2 separate regions of the Mus musculus genome follow, and region 2 is linked to region 1. Evidence: chromatin contacts called from public Hi-C data. All regions are on one chromosome and are shown on one strand. The core of a region is the stretch at or near the end of the contact, and the rest is flanking DNA. Distances in the headings are between cores, read along the strand shown. Region 1 overlaps Iqch (IQ motif containing H). Region 2 has its middle 48 kb from the start of Gm39359.

Region 1 (4,642 bases), core at 985-3,484:
CCCAGGCCCTTGCTTCAGTCCTCCGAGGACTGCTTTAGCAAGTTGATTTTATTATCAAGAGATGCGCATAAGTTAACTTGTTTTCCTATAGTTTAGGAAACACAGTAGAATTTGCTATAAAGGAAAGCAAACCTATTGTGTACTATGCAGCAGGTGAAATGAAACTTTCTACTTTATACAAAATGCTAAAATTCATGGCCAAGAGGAGCAAATCTCAAATTTATTTTCACTTCACTAAAGCATGGGGTGAAATAATAATCTTACTAAATCTTGTGGGTTTTTTTCTCCCATATGTAAGATGAGGGCAGTAGTAATAAGTGTCTGTACGGATTTGCTGGGAAGATGCAGTAGAATTACAGAGCTTCTAGTCCAGCTTGTATCTAGCCCTACTAAATGCTCAGTAGGTGGCAAGTATAAGTAGCTGATGGGCAGGAGGACCATGCCAGTGGACTGCATGGTTGTCTGACCTACTGGTATGAGATGGGCAGTACATTAAAGAAGACACTCGCCAATAATGCTCTCCTAAGTGGTGTATACACTTTGCTAGTGCAGATCTTTAGCGTTAGCTAGAATAGCTAATAGCATATCTCATACAGAATCAGCTCTACTGTTTAGCAGAAAAACGACACATTTTACTTTTACTGACACAGGCCAGTAAAAATTCAGCAGTTCACCCCCACTTGACAATGTTTGGGGATACTTTTGGACACCACACACACATTAGCACATGTTCAAATTGAATTTAGTTTGCTAGCTCTACAATATCTTTGTAACATATATGTACTGAAAGATAATGGACTATGCTTCTTTGCAAATGTTCTGTAATTAAAGCATTTTACCAATTTAATCTGCTTCTCTGTCTTCTACTTAATTACTTGACATGATTGTTTTAGTTTACAGATATTTTTGCCTTTCATTTTGAAGTTGTAGCTGTTTAGTCAGAGTGCCTTCTTCCTATCACTGTAGGGTGGGCCTGAGTCTGAAAAGGCCTGAGTTTAGAATTAAGTGTTTTGTGTTGCAAAATGAGGATATATGCAAAGAAGGCAAGTGGTATTGTTTGAGAAACCAATCATGTGGTTAAAAAACCTACAGGAGAGTGAGCTCCTACACTGTTGCCAGCAGCTCCAGGCTCAGCAGTGCTAATCACAGTCCACACTCGGAACTTCCCTATGGCTTTAATGGTTTTGTGAGGAGGGCTTTGGCCATGTGAATGATCCACTGCTGTGCTGAACAAAACGGAGACAGTTTTCTTTTAAAGTCCAGAGCAGATGAGAGCCATAAGGAGACAGAGGGTTTCATTTACTCTCAGGACATGACTGTGCCAGTGAACTAATGAGTCTCCTGGACCTTATGTTGCTCTGGCTTCGATAGAAGAGTGACTCTATCGGGCATGTAGCACTTCCTATTCGTCAAGTGTTTGGACAATAGGCTTCTCGTATGGATTAGAGAGATCTGGCAAGAAAAAGAGGTCATCACTGTACCTAGCACAGACAAAAACCTGGCTAATTAATGTATTTCCTACAATGGCTAAACAAAAGCAGACACACAGAGAAATGTTAATTTTATCACAAAAACTCTTAGCCTGTGGCGGAAGCAGTTTTAAAATGATTGAAATTCCACAGGCCAAACAAAACAAAACACCCCCAAAACACCTCATTTCCTAAATAATGTGTGTTATAGACATAAAGATTGTTCTTTAAAACTGTATGTGATTTTGGTGTTGTACCTTGCCTATTTTATCCTTCAGTAAAGTTGGCAGATGGAGAAATGTTTTTAGACAGTTATGAAGCACAGGCTGAGAGTGGCAGCACAGCTTAACTTAGCTATTTGCCCTTTAAAAGGTACCGTTGACTTCAGTTGTAAAAATCCTACTGTTGTATCATGCAGAAAACTAGCAACAGGAATTCTCATTCCAGCGAAGGGCTCCAATTACATAGTCTTAAACTCAGAGCAGATACTGCCACCTAGACACACTCTGATGCCACAGTTAACTCCACATTGGCTTTTCCTACTGTGTGACAGTGAGAACAAGTAATAGGGCTGGGTACACTGTAGAATGGATGATAGTCACTTAAAACTGATGTCATTTATTTTGGGAAAAGAGGACACTGTGCTTTGACAAATAGTGGTCATCCTGGTTTATTCGGTGTTTTAAATGCAGAAGCTAAGTGGCTTTTGGAAGCAGGAGAAAACTTGTAAAACGCAAGAAAGCAAGAGTGACTCATACAGTTACAAATTTACAGAGAAGCGGATGCAGTAGTGGACTTCCCCCCCCCCCCCGTGGTTACTTTGGGAGGAGGAAGGGGTTCTTAGCATTCACACCGAAAACACCGGTAGGTTTAAATTTAATGAGTAAAATAACGTTGCATAATAAACAAGATTTTAAAGATTACATTACAATTTGTTCTGATTTATCTCTTGGCAAACAAAGCAAACTAACTTCCCCACTTTTATACTAATTGCAAAGCAAACATTCTTTCTTGCTCTAGACAGGTATCCAAAGTCAGACTATTTCTGAGTGTATTTCAACAGGTTCATAAAGGTTATCTTCCTCCTCTTTGCTCTGTTTTTCTCTTACAAATATCATTTTATTTTCTTCTGTTACTCCTAAAATGGTTTCAATATCATCAATGGTAGTCTGTGGACAACAGTAAAAACAATATTTATTACTTTAAAGACTTCTTAAAGCATCCACCCCTCAAACATTTATCCCTTTTCAGAGTTCAGTGCAGTTTAGATCAATTCTACTCAAAATGAGTTCCACACATTGGCACCCATCCCATCCATACATCACTGGTTGTTAGACTTGTAAGTTTAAAAATTGAGCTAGAATTCAAATGTTTATGTACTAGAATTTTATGAGTCTAATGATGAAATCATTAGGTTTGTATTTTACACACTTTTTTTTAACTCCATTTTTCTAATCAATTTGGTATACCTAATAAAAAGTATTAATCCATCATAGGTTAGAAAACAAACAGATTTTCAGTAGATAATTTGAGAAGTACTGGATAGAACACTTTAAAAGGGGGGCTAGTAGGCTGAAAGAATTTACTTTCATTGTTTTCTGGGAACAAAACTGACACCTTCCCATTTTCCTTTATGTGTGTTAAGGAATTGTCTACATAATATGAGACATTCCTTTGTAATATAGAATTCAGTAGGTATGAATACTGTGTATTCCATAGCATCTTTAGCACCCCAAATAGGAACCCTGTGCCTGTTAGCATCTTCTCCCTTTCGTCCCTTTTTCCAAGCTCCTGGCAGCTACTAACTCATCTCCTGTCTATGGATTGGCTTGCTTTGCTCACTTCATATAATGGAATCATATAGGACTTATCTTTCTGTGACTGGTTTCTTTCACTTAGCACAATATCTTCAACATTCATCCATGTTGTAGTACTTATCTTTCTGTGACTGGTTTCTTTCACTTAGCACAATATCTTCAACATTCATCCATGTTGTAGTACATACTGTCAGCACTTCATTCATTCCTTTATAAAAAGGTTGAACAATATTCCACAATAGTCTATTATATGACTATTTTCCATATAATAAAATGGAATTCACTATTTTCTCACTTGACGTACATTTGGGTTGTTTACATTTTTAGTTATTATGAATCATGCTTTAATGAACCTTAATGTACACATTTTTATATGAATATATATTCTTGGATAAGAATAGAATTATTATATCATATGCTAATTTTATATTTACTTTATTAAGGAATTACCAAACTCTTTTACAACAACATGTGAAGGTTCCAGTCCCCACCCATTTTTCCAAAATTCTTACAAATGTTTGTTATTTCTTTTCTCTTTGATTATAGCCATTTTAGCTAGGTATTGTATGTTGCCATGGCTTTGATTTACATTTCATTAATGACTTATGATTTTAACATTTATTCATACATTGGCTACACACACACACACACTTTGAAGACATATCTATTCTAGTTCTTTGCTTGCATAAGCCTTTCTATTATTGTCTTATAAGAGTATTTCTAAATACTCTCAATTCTACAAGCTTCTCAAATATATACTTTGCAAATGTTTTGCCATATTCTACGTTTTCTTTGATAAATCCAAATAATTTGTTTTTACTTTAGCCACTTCTGCTTTAAGCATGACAACTAATAAGCCATGGCTAATACAAAGTCATAAAGTTGTACACATGTGTTTCCTTCTAAGCATTTGATGGTTTTAACTCTTAAATTTTGGTTGTTGACCCAACTTAAGTAATTTTTGGAAAGGGTATCTAAGAGAAGTCCAACATTATTATTTGTAGGTTTTGTTTGTTCCAGTACCTTATATTAGTAAGACTATTTTTCTTCCACTGAATCACTTTATACTCTTAGAAATTAATTGATCATAAAGTATGGGTTTATTTCTGTTATTCCCATTTCATCCTATTATGCATACATACATATGTAGTTTACTTAGCTTTGGAGCCAACTTTGGGGGCTGAAAGTCCAAGATTGGATACCTTTATCAATATAGCCTTTTACCCCCTTAGCTGCATCAGAGCAGATGGCACCATGGGAACTCACGCAAAAGGAACAGATCTCCTAGTGAGTCAGGAAGCCCGGAAAGTGGGGAGAGGCCAATCTTATGCTTTTGCAAGGACTAAATAGCATTCT
Region 2 (4,642 bases), core at 1,459-3,958, 420 kb after region 1:
TGCCCAAGTATCTGAGCACCCCCAAAGAACAGCTCTGATTCCTGTTACCCACTTTAGTGAGCTGATTGACTCAGAACGGCCCCAGGTCCCTTATTGAACAGGCATCCACGGAGCCCATCGCTGAGCCAGGGGCTGGAGAAATGTGCATTGATTTGTTCCAGGGTGCCTAGCCAACCCTTTTAGTGACTTTCCTCTGGTATCTACATGTCAGCAATCTTCCTCAGAGCATCTTGTCCCTCAGGTCTCCCCTTTAAAGCCACCTTTGAGGCTTTACCTGCTAAGGGCCTGGAAGAATCCTTCCAACTTCAGGAACTGTATCAGTCAGGGAAACTTGGTTATACTGTTGTAACAAATATCCCTTCCACTTGTGAAGCTGATCCCAGGTTTGTCTCTTGCCTGTGAGCTTTTCAGGATGGCTACAACTTGTGTTTGTTCTCATCTTGAGATGGAGACTGACCAAACAGTCATCATGTAAAACTCTGCTGTGCCCACAAGGGAGAAGATGCTACAATCCCATATTCATGATAACATGACTGAGATAAACAAATTATATGCATTTTTCCCATAATAAGACCAGAGTAAGTCACCTGAAGCCATCTAATCCCCTAACACCTTACCTGGACTAGCATTAATGTCCCTTACACATTTGTGAGCAAGGCAGTAAAAAGCCACCTCCCAAGGGCTTCAGGACAATGAGCAGACAGGCTGGGATCTGGTGTAAGAGTTGTCCAGGATCCAGGGGCAGCCTAAGGTACAGGTGAAAGATCTCCGCAGAAGGGTTGTGGTCAGCAAACACTGTGAATGGAAAGTCCTGCCTTGAGTCACATTCATCTGTGATTTGCTTTTAAAAAGATTTTGTTTATTTTATGTATATGAGTACACTGTCACTGTCTTCAGACACACCAGAAGAGGGCATCAGATCCCACTACAGATGGTTGTGAGCCACCATGTGGGGGAATTGAACTCAGGGCCTCTGGAAGAGCAGTCAGTGCTCTTAACCACTGAGCCATCTCTCCAGCCCACCTGTGGGATTTTTTTTTTTAAATGAATGGTTGATGGCAGGTGTCACAGGTCCTCCTTGGCTGGATCCTTTGCAGAAAAGCTAATCTGTCTATCCTGGTTTTCTTTCTCATTGTGATGAAAATGCCCCAACGAAAACATCCCGTGGGATTAAAGATTGACTTGCTCATGAATCCGGGTTTCTTCCATCGAGGCTGGGGAACTTGAAGCAGCATGTCACGTCGCATCCACTAGAGAGCTGAGAGAGAACGAATGTGTGCACCAGACTCTCAGTTGCTTTCTCCACTCATACGATCCAGGATCCAAACCTAGGGAATGGTGCTGCCCACAGTGGGCTGGATCATCCCATCTCAATTAGCAAAAGCAAGGCAATACCCTCAACACGTGCACACAGGCCAATTGATCTAGACGGTCCCGCAGTCAAGACTCTCTTACCAGGTGATCCCACTTTCTGTCAAGTTGACAATTAAAACTATCCATCACGCTGTCTATCAAAGCTGTACTAGATTTCTCTTAGATGCCCAGCCAGAGTCTCATAGCCCACTGGGGATTGAAAGGGGCACCGGTGCCAGTCAAAAGGCGGTATGTCCCAGGGGTAAGATGGATGGGATGATATGCCATTGCTGTTTGTGTTGGAGCCCCTAGGGTTCTCCAAAGAAGCAGTGAACACACACACACACACACACACACACACACACACACACACACACACACCCTGCATTGACGGACAGGACAAGTGGGAATGACAGTGTGAAGTGATGGGGTATGAAGGTATGATGGAATGTTAACCCCGCCTTGGGAAAAGCCAAGAGTCAATCCAGTTTCCAGCAAACTTTCCCCCTCAGTTCAAAATACAGAGGTGGAAGTGCAGGATACAGATGACCTCTTGGGGGACCCTAGGGACAGAACCTGCCCAGTGTGAGGCATAGCCACCTGCCAGGGCAGTACAGACCTCAGGAGGGAAACGGACCCTGCTGAGGATCAGTGCAAGGACAGGGAGGAAGTGGCTGCTCTGGTCTGTGGAGGAGGGTGAGGCTCTGAGAGGTGAGGCTGGGACGCCTGGGGGAGGGGTAGCAGCAGAGACAGGCCACTGGTCACCTGAGGACCAATCAGTCTAAGTGTCCACAGTGACAATGGTGGATGCCTGACTCCTCCCTGTCAGTGAAGGTTCTAGAACAGGAAAGGTACCAGACTGAATGTCACTGGGCATCGATGGTGCCAACCGCTCACAAGGAGACCAGCTCCAGAGCCTACAGTTGCCTGGAGCCTCTTCCAGCAAGGGGGCTGTATGGAGACGCCTCTAATGTCCCTAGCTAGAGGTCACCTCCAACAGCGGTGCTGCAGAAAACCCGATGGAATAGACAGAGAGGTGACACCACCTGCTAGAAGATGTCATCGAGTGACCCTGGCCACTGAGGGTGGGCCTCAACCAGGTGGCACTGATGCTCGTGACTTAGATGTCCCTGAAAACAGGAACATACCTGAAGACTCACACACAGTAGGCTTGGGTCAGCATTCCAGCAGCATCTGTGGAAGGCTTAAATATCACGAGTAAAACATTCACAACTTCCCTACGGGTGCATCATTACTTCAGAATGAAAATTAAACAGTCAACCTACAGGTGAGATGGTGGCACTAGTTTGCGGAAAATACAGATGGAGTGTGTCTTTGTCTGTGTGTGAGCGCCCTCTTGTGGTGATCATGGCACAGTGCCGCACTTGACTAAATGGATTTCTTATGGATGGTGCATGAAGAAGACACCTCAATCAGCCTTTGCATCTACCCTGGGTTTCTTCTTACCTGGACCATAAAAATACTGGTGTCTTTTGTCTTTGAAGTCCCAGAAGTGCTGAGAACTATTCAAAGAACAGGCCCATTGTCTGTGCTAGTCTACAAACTAGCAATATGCTGGCTGGAAGGGCGAGACTTCTCCTGGCAGTGAGCATATCACCTTCCAACTCTAAACCTCCATGTGTACTACACTGAAGACCATGAAAAATGTCCATCCTTCCACAGGACGTAACAAGGGAAAGAGAGAACAGACCCCAGTCCATAGTCTCCAGGCAGCCACAAGTCCAGGGAAGCCTGGGTCACACCTACTGCCATGCCTGACTAGAATGAGCCCTCCTTGCTCACACATATCCTAATTTGGGAGGTGAATCATTTGTTTACTGGATGTCCAGATCTTCCCAGGAATGGTATGTCACTCACTTCTTACAGGACGTGGGGAAGAAGGCTCTCAAAAATTCTGATCCCTTGTCAGAGTAATGAGGGTAGCTCATTTAAACATCACCTCTAGCAAATCAGAGAACAAATCAGAAAGAGACGTTGGAAGTGGGAGGTGGGGTGGGAATGAAGTCATACCAAGCAGCAGGAGGCATAATGGCTGGCCATCAGGGATGCCCTGGGCTGAGGCAGAGGTGGGCCTCAGGACCCTGAGGAGGGTACAGATGAACTATCAAGAAGATAGTTAATGTTAGGGATTTTGCTTGTTGTTTTGACACAGGGTCTCATGTATCCCAGGCTAGCCTCAAAATTCACTGTGTAGCGAGGATGACCCTGAACTTCTTGATCCTCCTGCCTCCACCTCCTTAGTTCTAGACTTGCTGGTAAGCATCACCACACTGGTTTATGTGGTGGTGGAATTGAACCATGGGCTTCACGCACCCTAGGCAAACACTGTACCACTGTCTCAGCTGAGCCACATCCTTAGCCTGGGTATCAGGTTTGTGATAAGGAAAGAGAAAGCATTGTCTTGGGGAGGGGAGTCCTTTCTGAGTTCCAGGCTGGGGTTTAGCGGTGCCTGAGCTCAGCAGTCCTTGTGCATTTCAGAGTCTGTTGACCCCCAGGTTTGGTCTGTTGGGTGGATTTTTCCCCCCAGTGAAGAGGAGAACTGGAGAGATGGGAGCTTGAGGGTCGAGAAGGGTACTCTGGTCCCTGGAAGGGGATGGTTGTTTCCCTACAGAGCTGTGGGAAGTAGGAGAGTCAGGAATTCGGGGGGGGGGATGCACCTGTTTCCTGGTGTAGAGAGGGTCTTGATAGGCCAGGGGCAGGGGCCCAGGGCAGAGGATTTGGGGAACAGCTCCAAATGTGGCCAGCAGAGTGGAGAGGCCCATCAGCACCCCTTCCCCCAGCAAGACAGAGGATCAAGACCACGCCCCTTATCTGTCATCTGCAGAGGGGGGGAAGCACGAATGGATGCAGGAGACAGCATACGTCAAATGTTCATAGGACTAAGGTGGGACATGGGATGCTATGGAAACTGGCACTGTAAAAGCCTTGAGGTGGTGGTGGTGGTGGTGTGTCTGAGTCAACTCCCCTTTGAGAGTGGAGAACCACGGTCTCCAGGAGTCTCTGTAATGGCTAACAGAGCACTCCTGGCACTTTGGGCAGCTGCCTTTCTGTGGCCTTCACTGAAAAAGAACTTGTGGATTTGCCAAAGAGCATGCATACGTTTGTGGTGCGCTGAGAACTCGCATTCCCAGCCGCTAAGCTAATGCTATATAAGGGGCCATCTATGAAGGACTGAAAGAAACTCTAGAATCTTCTCATAGCAGGCGTGCTGTGATCAGACGACACCTGTGATCCCAGCTTTCAGGATGATCATGAGTTTAAAGCCTGA

Evidence for each region. A called contact is a pair of places that touch in the nucleus more often than the background predicts.
Region 2: a Hi-C map of bone marrow-derived macrophages shows a contact between it and region 1, with 22 read pairs. The contact joins two enhancer-like sites. A contact is called at or near these places in 1 of 15 datasets of contacts at CTCF or cohesin (large pre-B cells), 1 of 484 Hi-C or Micro-C datasets (bone marrow-derived macrophages) and 1 of 9 other capture datasets (embryonic stem cells).

What each region holds. Positions count from the first base shown.
Region 1 is chr9:63,419,332-63,423,973 of GRCm38.p6, forward strand. It overlaps Iqch (IQ motif containing H), which reads right to left. Exons shown (of 22, transcript NM_001311098.1): 22 at 2,118-2,638. The coding sequence ends at 2,504. The region is part of intron 1 of Gm16759 (a long non-coding RNA gene); the gene reads left to right. Among named protein-coding and RNA genes, the nearest start is that of Gm25995, 21 kb to the right of the region's middle. Within about 2 kb of position 2,235, at least 20 of the 459 cell types and tissues checked have an H3K27ac peak or open chromatin away from gene starts, as enhancers often do. A contact at or near this core is called in bone marrow-derived macrophages, where this site is marked.
Region 2 is chr9:63,841,618-63,846,259 of GRCm38.p6, forward strand. No RefSeq gene overlaps it. Among named protein-coding and RNA genes, the nearest start is that of Gm39359, 48 kb to the left of the region's middle. Within about 2 kb of position 2,709, at least 6 of the 459 cell types and tissues checked have an H3K27ac peak or open chromatin away from gene starts, as enhancers often do. A contact at or near this core is called in bone marrow-derived macrophages, where this site is marked.